Linked DNA regions of Gossypium hirsutum: region 1 is linked to region 2. The links are chromatin contacts, called in public Hi-C maps. All regions are on one chromosome and are shown on one strand. The core of a region is the stretch at or near the end of the contact, and the rest is flanking DNA. Distances in the headings are between cores, read along the strand shown. Region 1 holds the start of LOC107888763 (40S ribosomal protein S24-1). Region 2 holds the start of LOC107888826.

Region 1 (5,477 bases), core at 764-3,263, 200 kb after region 2:
AACATAGTATTTCTTTTTATCTAAAAACTAGCTTCACCATCATTACAAGGAGATCAGCATGCTTTTTTATGATTAAAGAAAGCAGTTGATTCATTAATGTTAAACATCATTCAAGGACTTTATCACCTATGCAAACATACTTAAAGCAAAAGAATAACTAAAAAGCAATAAAAGAAAATCCAAAAGCTTACCTGAAGCTTAATAACACTAGTCCTTTCGCTAGTAGTGAGCACACTACTCTCAGACCGATCCGAAAGGAACCCGGAGACCAAAACAAAGGCAGCAAACCCAACCAAAATCAAGAAAAAACTCGAGCCGGCACCAACACCTACCCCAACTGCAGGCCCCATGTAAAACCCACCACCTCCGAATGGAGCAGGCGCATAATAAGGAGCCGAATACGAAGAAAACCTCGACCCTCCATTTCTAGGCACCGAATAACTCCTCGAAGATGAAGAACTCGAAGAAAAAGACCTTCCTCCCATCCTCCCACCTGATGCAGCCAATGCTACGTTATTAGGATCATACATTAGCAACAAACCCAATAAAACCGCGGCTATAGCGGGCTTTTTTAACGCGTTCAAAGCTTTTAACATTGTTTGAGAAATAATCTCGAATGGGTTTTTGTCATTTGAGCTGGAACTCAACTGGTTGTTGGAGCCCAAACTCGAGCTCGTCAAATGTTTCCTCTGCTCCGACGAGAAGAAGCATTTAACAGTGAACTTTGCCGAACGTTGACCGTTGAAAGCCAAAGTTCCAGTGAAATGAGATAGGCGAGGAGGAGAAGGAAGAGGCAAATGAAGGGGGAAATAGTGTTTCAAGTTCAAAGTGTTGGATTGGAGCAAAGAAGAAGTAGAAGTTGCCATGGTGAATGGAGAGAGATTATGAGCTTTGGGTGCGGAGATATTTTTTTGAAGAATGAGGGAAGGTGAGATCAAGAAATGATTTGGTTTTGCGGGGAATGAGTTTGGGTGAATGTGATGGTGAAATTTGAGGGAGTTGTGGCCATGATAAGAGAAGGCCGATAGTGTCATTTTGAACCTCTCATCTTCATTTGTAAATTCCCATTCAAAAGTTTTAGGTCTAATTTTGTCTTCAACCCCTCTTCTCTTTAATAATTGAAGCTTTGTCAAAATGCATCCATAAAAAATAATGAGGGTTTTCGTTGCTAAATAAACCAATAATTAAAAATAATAATCATATTTATCTATACTATTATTTAAGTCTTTAATTGAATGTTGGTATCACGAATCAACTGGACACCAACTCGATTAAAGAAATTAGAAAATGTCCTTCTATAATTAAAATAAATTATATTATTCAAGGGCGTTTTAATTTTTTTATTTAAAAGAATCAATAAAAAAACTAGGTACGATTGAATTTAAATCTATACTAATTACATTGATAATATATTATTTTTATCACTAAATCAAAGCTTTATTTTAATAAGATATTAACATTTTTATTTTATTATATATTTTTTATTACTTTCATCAATTAAATACATAATTTTTACACACATGCCCCTGTAATAAAATTTTTAATTAGTACATCATTACTAAGATCACAATCATATTTCAAGATATAGTGAAAAAATTCATGAAAAATTTTAACTAGATTTAGAGTTAAATAAATTTTACAAGGGTATAATATTCTTCCAATCCCTGTACTATTTAGATTTTTTAAAAATTAGTCTCTTTGCTTTTAACCAAAAGAATTTAGTCCCTTTACTTATTTGCTTTTAAAATTAATTTCTAAAAATTTTGAATATATGTTATAATTGTACTTTAATTTTTAAGTCAAACATTTAAATTTTAAAATACCACATATTCAAAATTAACAAAAGTTTATTAACAGTGTCATACCGATTGCAATTTAGTTTTTAAATAAGATAAAAAAAGAACTAAATTCTTAAAATTAAAAGCAGAAGGATTAAAGTTTTAAAACTTTGAAGAGTAAAAGGACAACGAGGCAGAATTAACCCTTTTAAGGGCAGACTCAAGTATTTACTATAGCCATTTGTAGAACTTAACGTTAAAAAAGGGAAGCCCCATTTAAAACCCAAGATGCAAAAACTAAAAAAGCCCAAATTCAAAACCTAAAATAAACCCTAATCAGTGATAAGTCGATTCCATAGGAAACCCTATAAAAACTTGTTTTTTCGCTATTGCTATTCTCTCTCCTTGAACTGCTGCCGCTGTTTGTAACTTTTGGTGCTTCCAGTGCGTCGAAACCAAGAAAAGAGGAAGATATTTGCTTAACCATGGCGGACAAGGCAGTGACTATTAGGACAAGGAAGTTCATGACGAACAGGCTCCTTTCCAGGAAACAATTCGTAAGCTCCATTTCCATTTTTTTCCCGCTCATTTCTTCGTTAACCAAACAATGGGCAACGTTAAATTTTAAGGCTCGGAGCTTATTTCTTTCGTAATCTTTCACATTATTTTCCATTACCTGCTTTCAGTAAGGTTTAGTTCGGCTGTAGATCTGCTCAAAGAAAGAAAATAGAAGAAAATGAGAGAAAATAAGTATTTGTTTTTTGTTAGTTTGCTTGTAGGATGCTTAATTTAGGTCTTTCCTTGATTTGTCATTTGGAAACAAGTGACTTTTTTTTTCTTACTATGAAGCCTGCAATAAAATAAAATTGCTCTTTTGGGAAACTGAAGGTCAGATGAGCTTATATATGTTTGAAATTGTTAACTTGGAAGATGAAACTTGTTATTTACTTGTTTTGTAGATCATTGATGTTTTGCATCCTGGGAGGCCCAATGTTTCTAAGGTAAATGTTTAATGATTCTCAATAACATTGTTTTATTGTCTTAACTTCCAGAAAATTGGACTGCTTGTGTTAACATATCTTTGATTTGTCGATCCTGTATTGTTAGGCGGAGTTGAAGGAGAAGCTTGCTAGAATGTATGAGGTGAAGGACCCAAATTCGATCTTTGTGTTCAAGTTCAGGACTCATTTTGGAGGTGGTAAATCTACTGGATTTGGTTTGATATATGATTCTGTCGAGAACGCAAAGAAGTATGAGCCCAAATACAGACTGATCAGGGTAATTTCTGATGTGTTTTATTTACATTTTCTCTGGATTTGTTAGTGGTGTGTCTGTTTTATTAGTAACTGCATACTGAAGTATTTTTCTCCACATAGTTTTGTTTTTGGTATTCTCAAAAAAGCAATGTTGTGATACTAGTGAGCACGGAGGCAATGTTGCCTTTTAAAAGTAACAAGATGGACTTGGAAGTAGAGCCTTTTTTATAATTTGTACTTGAGTACTGCATGGTTATGAAGAAGACGAGTGGGGGTGATTTGCATTTTAGGTTACTTATTGTAGCATTTACGTCAGTGTAGGTCATAAGCATTTTAATTTCATCAAATTGCATCATTGAATTTCTATTATTAATAAATTAAGTTGTACTAATTCTCATGAAAATGTTGGCTCAAAGAACATGTGGGAAAGCATGAAATCCCGACCTTGGTTTTGTTTAGAGAATAAGTTACTTATGCATGTTAAGATGGCTTTTAAATTAAAATTATTTAATTGAGTTTGCATAAGTAATCTAATATATTAATAATAGGAGTTCAGTGATATAACGTGATGGAATTAAAGGGTTGAGACTTGTATGATAGTTTATGTTTGTTTAGTGATCTGAATGTGAATTACCCTATAATGTATTATGTGACTATGCTGCTTTGACTTTTCACACCTATATCTGACACATACTTGAATATGGATATGAAGGCATGACCTTCGAAAGTCCTTCAAAATTTATAAAAAAATTGAATATACTTTGTATTTGATACTCACTCCTTAGTCCAAGCAACATAGTTATGCAAGGCATTGAACCAGGGCTTTCATCTTTATGTCAGCATAACTATGTAATGTTACTTTAACCTTCTGGGTTTTCTTGCAGTTATTTTCTTTTGATTCCCTATCACATACTTATTGTCTTTTCATTGTTATTAATTCCGTTTGAATTGGTTTCTTTTAAGGGCATCAAAGGTACAATGCAAGACACTAATTATTTGTGTTACTATTTCAGAATGGACTCGACACCAAGGTGGAGAAATCAAGGAAGCAAATGAAGGAAAGGAAGAACAGGGCTAAGAAGATCCGTGGAGTAAAGAAGGTAAGATTAAATTATTTCTTTGTTCTCATGTTAGTTTACCTGAACTGATTTCACTTCCGAAAAATTTGATGATCGATGAGGGTCAATTTTCTGACCATTTTGCTTGTTCTGTAGACCAAGGCCAGTGAAGCAGCAAAGAAGAAGTGAGCTAAAAGGGATGAAAGAAAAGGTGAAATCTATGTCTATCTTAGGGTCAGTCTTTTTCAACAGCTTTTGTTTACTAGCCTTGCCTCAAGTGTTTAGGTGTCCTTGAACCTGATTTACCTTTTTGTTTTCGAAAGTGGATTTTGATGTTGTATTATCTGATTGTTCTAATTTGAGTACTCTTGCAGTGCAGAATTTTGAAATATTTAGATCATATTCTTTTTTTGGAGTAATTATTTGATGATGTGAAAGATCACACAAATTAAGATTTGTTTTCTTTGGGTGCCGTTGTGTTGAAGAGAACCTATGGGTGCCTCTTGAAGTTGTTGAAGAGTGAGATTTATGGCATGCTGAAAAGTGAGTGCATGTGGAAATTCCTGTTGTTGAGAAGTAGAAGGCATGAAATGAACCCACAACTTCTAGGATTTAGAGCAGGTTATGGGATGCTAGTTCAAGTAGTGTTTTGGGTTCGAACCACTTTGTGCTCTTCAAAGCCACACCACTTTCTCTTGCTTTTCAGCAGCCATGGTTCAGCCCTACAAAGGCTAGAAGAGGTGAGAGTCTACTTAAATGACGCCCAAAGATATACTTTTTGTGGATGTTAAATTGATAATGCTAATGAAAATTACTTTGTAGAATTATATTTTCAGTCCCTCTCAAATTTATTAATCAATTTGGTCTCTCAAAAAATTTGAGCAATTTAATCTGTCAATTTCGAATGTTAACATCTATGTACAATTAATCTTTATTTTAATATTTTTGTCAAATTTACGCAATTTTAATTGGTATAATAAATTTAGCTCTTAAAAAATATGCATTTTATTTATTTTTATGAAGTTCTTTTATGTGTATTGTTTTTGGTTTTTTAAGTATCAGGATCAAATAGATCAAAAATATTTAAGGAAAGCAATAATTGTTTTTAGTCGATAAGTTATGAAATTTAGAGGGGTCAATGTGTTTAATATTGAAATTGAGAGGGTGGTTTTTAGTAAATTATTTATATGCCGACATAAAAGGTGGAAAAATTCGGCAGAATCACATTCGTAGGGGGAAATATTTAGCTTGTAGGATTAGATATAAGTGTTAATGTCCATTTACAAATTTATTTTAAAATGACTCTCTATTTTGTTGAACCTAAATTCCTTGGTTTGAATTTTTATTAAAGGCCATTCAGTATGGGCGTTTCCTTAACTTGTTGG
Region 2 (5,094 bases), core at 712-3,211:
AACTATTAATCAAATTAATTGTAACTAACTCACAGAGCAGACAAAAATCACCACTCGCTAAAAGCTTTTTTGTTAGCATTTGAGAGTCGCGAAGAATTTCACAATCTCTCTACTCATTCTTCCAAGCATACAAAATCAATGAAAAGCCCAGATTCTGCGACTTGGAATCTTGAAATCTCTGCGAGAACGACCACTGCAAGGAACTCGGACTGGCAATGTTTTGGCTAAACCACAACTTCTCTTCCGCTACAATGGATGTTTTGAACATAAAAACGGCACTTCCACCAAGTGATGTTCCAAAGAGCCAATTATGCACATCCCAGTAAACTTCTACAGCCATTCCATCGACCAAAATGGTATGGTTCCCTCTGAACTTCCACCGCAGCCGCTTCACTTGCATCAAAGCCTTTCCATCCACACGAATTATAAGGCAAGGATCTTTCATACCAACCGCGTCACATTCAATTATCAGATCATGAATTCGACCATTATCACAAAACTGCGCCTTGGTACCAAATACCCTCTTCCCAAAAACATGCTCTTTCTTAGCCACTAAACTGGCATTACAAGGGATATGAGTTGCACCAGTTTTCTTACAAGCTTCTTTACTCATGTCCCCAAGAAGCAAAACCATTTGCTTATTAGCAACAACACCAACATAAAACCCCTCGAAAGGTTCAGGCCCGGATCCGAATTTAGCCGAAGAAAGGTCCCAATATACATCTATTTTACAAGAATATGCTTCTAAACTCTTAGACCCTTTTCTCTTAGAGAACAACCAAGGCTTTATATCAACCTTACAAAGACATTGATTTGCAGAATCATCAATCCCTACACTTAAGCCTTGCCCCATCAAGTTCTTGGTCCAAGTAACAGTTATTAAACAAGGCCTACCCCGAATTCGACATTGATAAACACAAGTAACCAAATTCTGTGCATTTTTGCTACTACTTGATGATGATGATGAAGAATCAGCCACTTGCACTCCATTTTCACCAAAACAAGATGGAAAATCCCTCATTTTTTTTTCTTTTCTACTGCAAATCCTTAAAATTCAACTTTTTTTTTCTCTTGTTTCAACTATTATAACCTAAAAAATACACAATTAAAACTTTGAAAAAATAAAGGAACAGAAACAAAGAGTAAAAGAAGTGAGCCCTTACCTTAAACTGACCAGTTATTAAAAACTGCCTCAAAAAACCGGTTGTCTAGGGTTTGATTTGATATAGGACAGAGTATTTTTTTTTTTTAAATAAACTGAAGACACCCATCAACGAAACTTTTTTCCTGAAGTCTGAAGATTTAAAGACAAACTGAGAGAATGTGGGGAGGCATGTTTCATGTAAAGTAGAACTTCAACAAAGAGAGAAGTAGACAAAAAAGCAGAGTTCTTTCACTGTAAATTCTCTGGTATCATTATCAACGAATGCAAATATATAAATTACAAATATTTTTTCTTCAGGAAATATATTTTACCTTCAGATAATGACAGCTTGAAAATAAAAAAGATTCTTTTTTTTTTTTAAAGAAAGGAAAAAATGAAAGATTTTAGCAACTGGGTGTTGCTGGAAAGGCTGGTTTTGAAGATTACTCTTCACTGATAAAAGAAAGTAAAGCCAGAAATATTAAAAATTTAATAAAAAATATTGGATGGAACCTTTTTTTTTCAAGTTTCATTGGACTGTGGAGAATATATATATAGTGAGACTATAAATAAATTGAGCTCTGAGAGGGAGGGGAAAAAAAAAAGAAGTGTTCCACAGGGTGGGTCCAAGAAAACATGGAAAAAAATTGCAATTTGTAAGCACGATTATGTATACATATAAATAATTAAATAAATAAAATCTGGTTTTGATAGTTTAGTATGAAGACATGGTTAGCATGTCATGGTGTTTCATTTTTATGTTTATTTTTCTTTAAAAAAATATTTAAGCTTAGAAAGAGGAAATACACTAAAATCTCGTTGGAAAAATGATAGATTATTTATTTTATAAAGAATAAAATTTTCAATAAAGGAGGGTTTTTTTTTTTGAGAAAGTGAAAGATTTATCAATATTAAAAAAATATATAATAGTAAATTTAGTTTCAATATTTTTTTTGCTTTTTTCTTTTTTTAAATAAGAAATAACTAGAAAGCGAATGTAAAGATAATAAATTTACTAGAAGTAACAATCATAGAAATAGTATCATGGCATTCCACGCTAATTTTTTAAAATTTTTTATTTTTTTAATGTGTATATAATTTTTAAAGTGTTTATTAGCGTAGCATATATATCATAAATAGTATCATATCTAAATGAAGCACAGTAGACTCTTATACGGATTGTCATGTCAACATTATTAAAAAATAATGTTTTAATCACTATTTTCGTTAAAATAAAGGTGATTTGATTACTTTTAAAATATTAATAATCGAATTTAGTTCAAATAATTTAAAAATAAATTGACAAAATATGTAAACATTTATACCGTACTAAAATGAGAGTTTTACATTGTCAAATATCATAGCTTTTAAGTATTGTTGTATAAATCAATTAAATTTCGTTTCTTTATAATAAATCAATCTCATATTTTAAATTTTTATTAAGAGTGTTGTTATATTTCCTCTAGACTTGGACATGTGTCAGCATTTCAAGCTACCTAAGAGACGCTCGCTACCAGCCCTTTGATTATGCCCAGACACCTCAATAACTAGCTTTTCGAATCCTTACTCTCCGTTTGACCCGCGGTCTAGGCAAAGGATCTGGACCACTCGCTTCCTTCTGGAAAACTTGGGCCACTTGCTTTAACACCCCACACCTGACCTAGCCACCGAATCCGAGTATGATGTCTCAAGAAAAGGGCACATTGAAGCTAATAACTTTTGCTCTGCTCTAAGTCTTGAGACAATAACCTATTGTTTCGAGACATAAAAACATCGAAACTAAAATAGGAAAATATAGGAGGCCTGTCTCAAGACACAATCTCTAGACTTGAGGATATTTTTTTCAAGACATGAACTTCATTGTCTCGAGAAATTTAAACTTTGAAACTAAAATACCTAAATTAAAATGAGGTTTGTCTCGAGACAAGAAATCCCTTGTCTCAAGACACAACATTGAGAATTGATAGTTGAGCTTGGATTTGAGTCCTTACATTAAATTTAACCTTTTCTTAACTATGTATTTTGATGAATTTGAAACTTAGACATTATGAATGTGTAATTGCAAATATGATTGGTGATTAAATTGGTTTGAATGATAGTTATGATTTTAATTTCATGATTATGTAATGAGATAGTCTAAGTTGCACCGGCAATGAATATGACATCTTATACTCGGATCTGGCAATCAAATCAAGTGTGGGGTGTAACACCCACTCTCAGGGATAGTCCACCAATTTGTAGAAAATCTTGATAGACACTCGCTTTTTAAGTATGAACACTTCTTAAGTATGAGCACACCTCTGAAAACCATTGGGCCTCACCTGAGCATAACAACATATTACTCTCATAATAGAATAGTGCCCATTATGCATGTCTTGCACGTATTCTGTAATGGTAACCTTTCTACAATAGCTTGTCACGTCACACTAACAGACAAAAGGACGTCTCTTGCAAATACTCTCCTCAATTATAAGAAGGGGATCTTTGGCCTCCTTAGCAACCTTTGAGCACTTATCATCCTCAACCTTCTCCTTATCTTTCTATTTGTCCTTCTGTCTCTTCTAACTCTCCACCTCTCGAGGTGAATCAACCTTCTCAAAACCACTATAGTTCCCTCCATGTTCTCCTCATTGTTGTACATTGTATCAATACTCATAATATAAATTTTATAACTTAAACTTATATATAAAATGTTTCTTAAATTTAAATCACGTATGAGTGTTTGAAAAATCATAATGTAATTGGGTTTTGATATGTATTACTTATGTAATTATTTCAATTCTCACCCTGTAAGACCTTATGGCCAGATCTGGCGATGTCACATGGAATGAGTTTTACAAACTAAGTCGTCACAATAAAACCATTTTAGTTTATTAGCTCTTATTTGTTTTTAACAAATTCAAAAACGTTTATCCAACTCTTAAATTTTTGTATTCATTACCAACACATTAATCCATTTGCCTAAAAATCATTTAGAATAGAAGCTTACGAAAAATCGTGTTATTTTAGCAAAACAGTTCATGATTTAGAAAACCTTGTTTAGAAACATGTTGTTTTAAAAGAAAACTTTTTGGTAAAGCATGCATAAATCGAGCAACAAAACCAAAACCAACAGTTAAAAGTCCATACAGTCCCAGAAAATACGTACTCTCAAATCTTAATGCAAAACTTAAATAAAACTATAAAACCAAATAAAATAGTTTATGGCGAGTGGTCACCGTCGAGTCATCCGCTGCACCGATCCGCCTAACTCTGTGGATTACCTATTCAGAACGGACAGAAAAGCGGTGAGTTTACATAAACTTAGTGTGTAACCCAACAGAATTAGGCATGCACACAACCAGAAAATTAGAATCAGTCACAGATGCATATTCAGGCCTAAGCCCATATCAGGTACAGATACAAACATACAAATCAGAATCAAAAACCACATATCCTACCCCCATCCTCTACACACCATATCCGACCATCCCTACACACCATGTGGGGTTTAAACACCCACCCAGCCCTACACACCATGTTGTACCAACGAGACACATAACAGATATAATGCAGCCATGCTGCCAAATAATAGACATAATCTGCCTTTCAGAACACTTCCTCCAAAATACATCATCCCACCCCAATAACAGTAACAGAATATACATACAGAAGTAACAGATACATCATGTTAAACATGCTTTCGTAAACAGATAACATATATACAAACATAGGCATGCCCATAACTACATTTCAGTCTAACAGACCACTTGGTTTTAGGGTTAGATAGCGTTTACCGACCCTACGATAAGCCTCCAATCGTTTAGGATGACCGGTGAGACCCTACGGAAAATCTAAGTATAATGGCCCCACATGTCCGTGTGGCCTACACGCCCAGGTTGGTCTTGCCCGTGTGACCCACACGGCCTGGCCCAATAATCAACACGCCCGTGTGTCATGCCCTTATGGTC

The links. Hi-C and Micro-C count contacts between places; a contact is called where the count stands out from the background.
Region 1: a contact with region 2 is called in a Hi-C map of leaf, with 3 times the contacts expected there. The contact joins the promoter of LOC107888763 here to the promoter of LOC107888826 in region 2. A contact is called at or near these places in 2 of 34 Hi-C or Micro-C datasets (both in leaf).

The regions. Positions count from the first base shown.
Region 1 is chrA11:109,395,594-109,401,070 of Gossypium_hirsutum_v2.1, forward strand. It overlaps LOC107888763 (40S ribosomal protein S24-1), which reads left to right and starts at 2,014. Exons shown (of 5, transcript XM_016812966.2): 1 at 2,014-2,335; 2 at 2,738-2,779; 3 at 2,886-3,056; 4 at 4,048-4,134; 5 at 4,249-4,487. The coding sequence starts at 2,264. The coding sequence ends at 4,281. It overlaps LOC107888772, which reads right to left and starts at 1,027. Exons shown (of 6, transcript XM_016812977.2): 1 at 192-1,027. The coding sequence starts at 866.
Region 2 is chrA11:109,191,204-109,196,297 of Gossypium_hirsutum_v2.1, forward strand. LOC107888826 reads right to left here and starts at 1,962. Exons shown (of 2, transcript XM_016813058.2): 1 at 1,164-1,962; 2 at 1-1,090. The coding sequence starts at 1,021. The coding sequence ends at 110.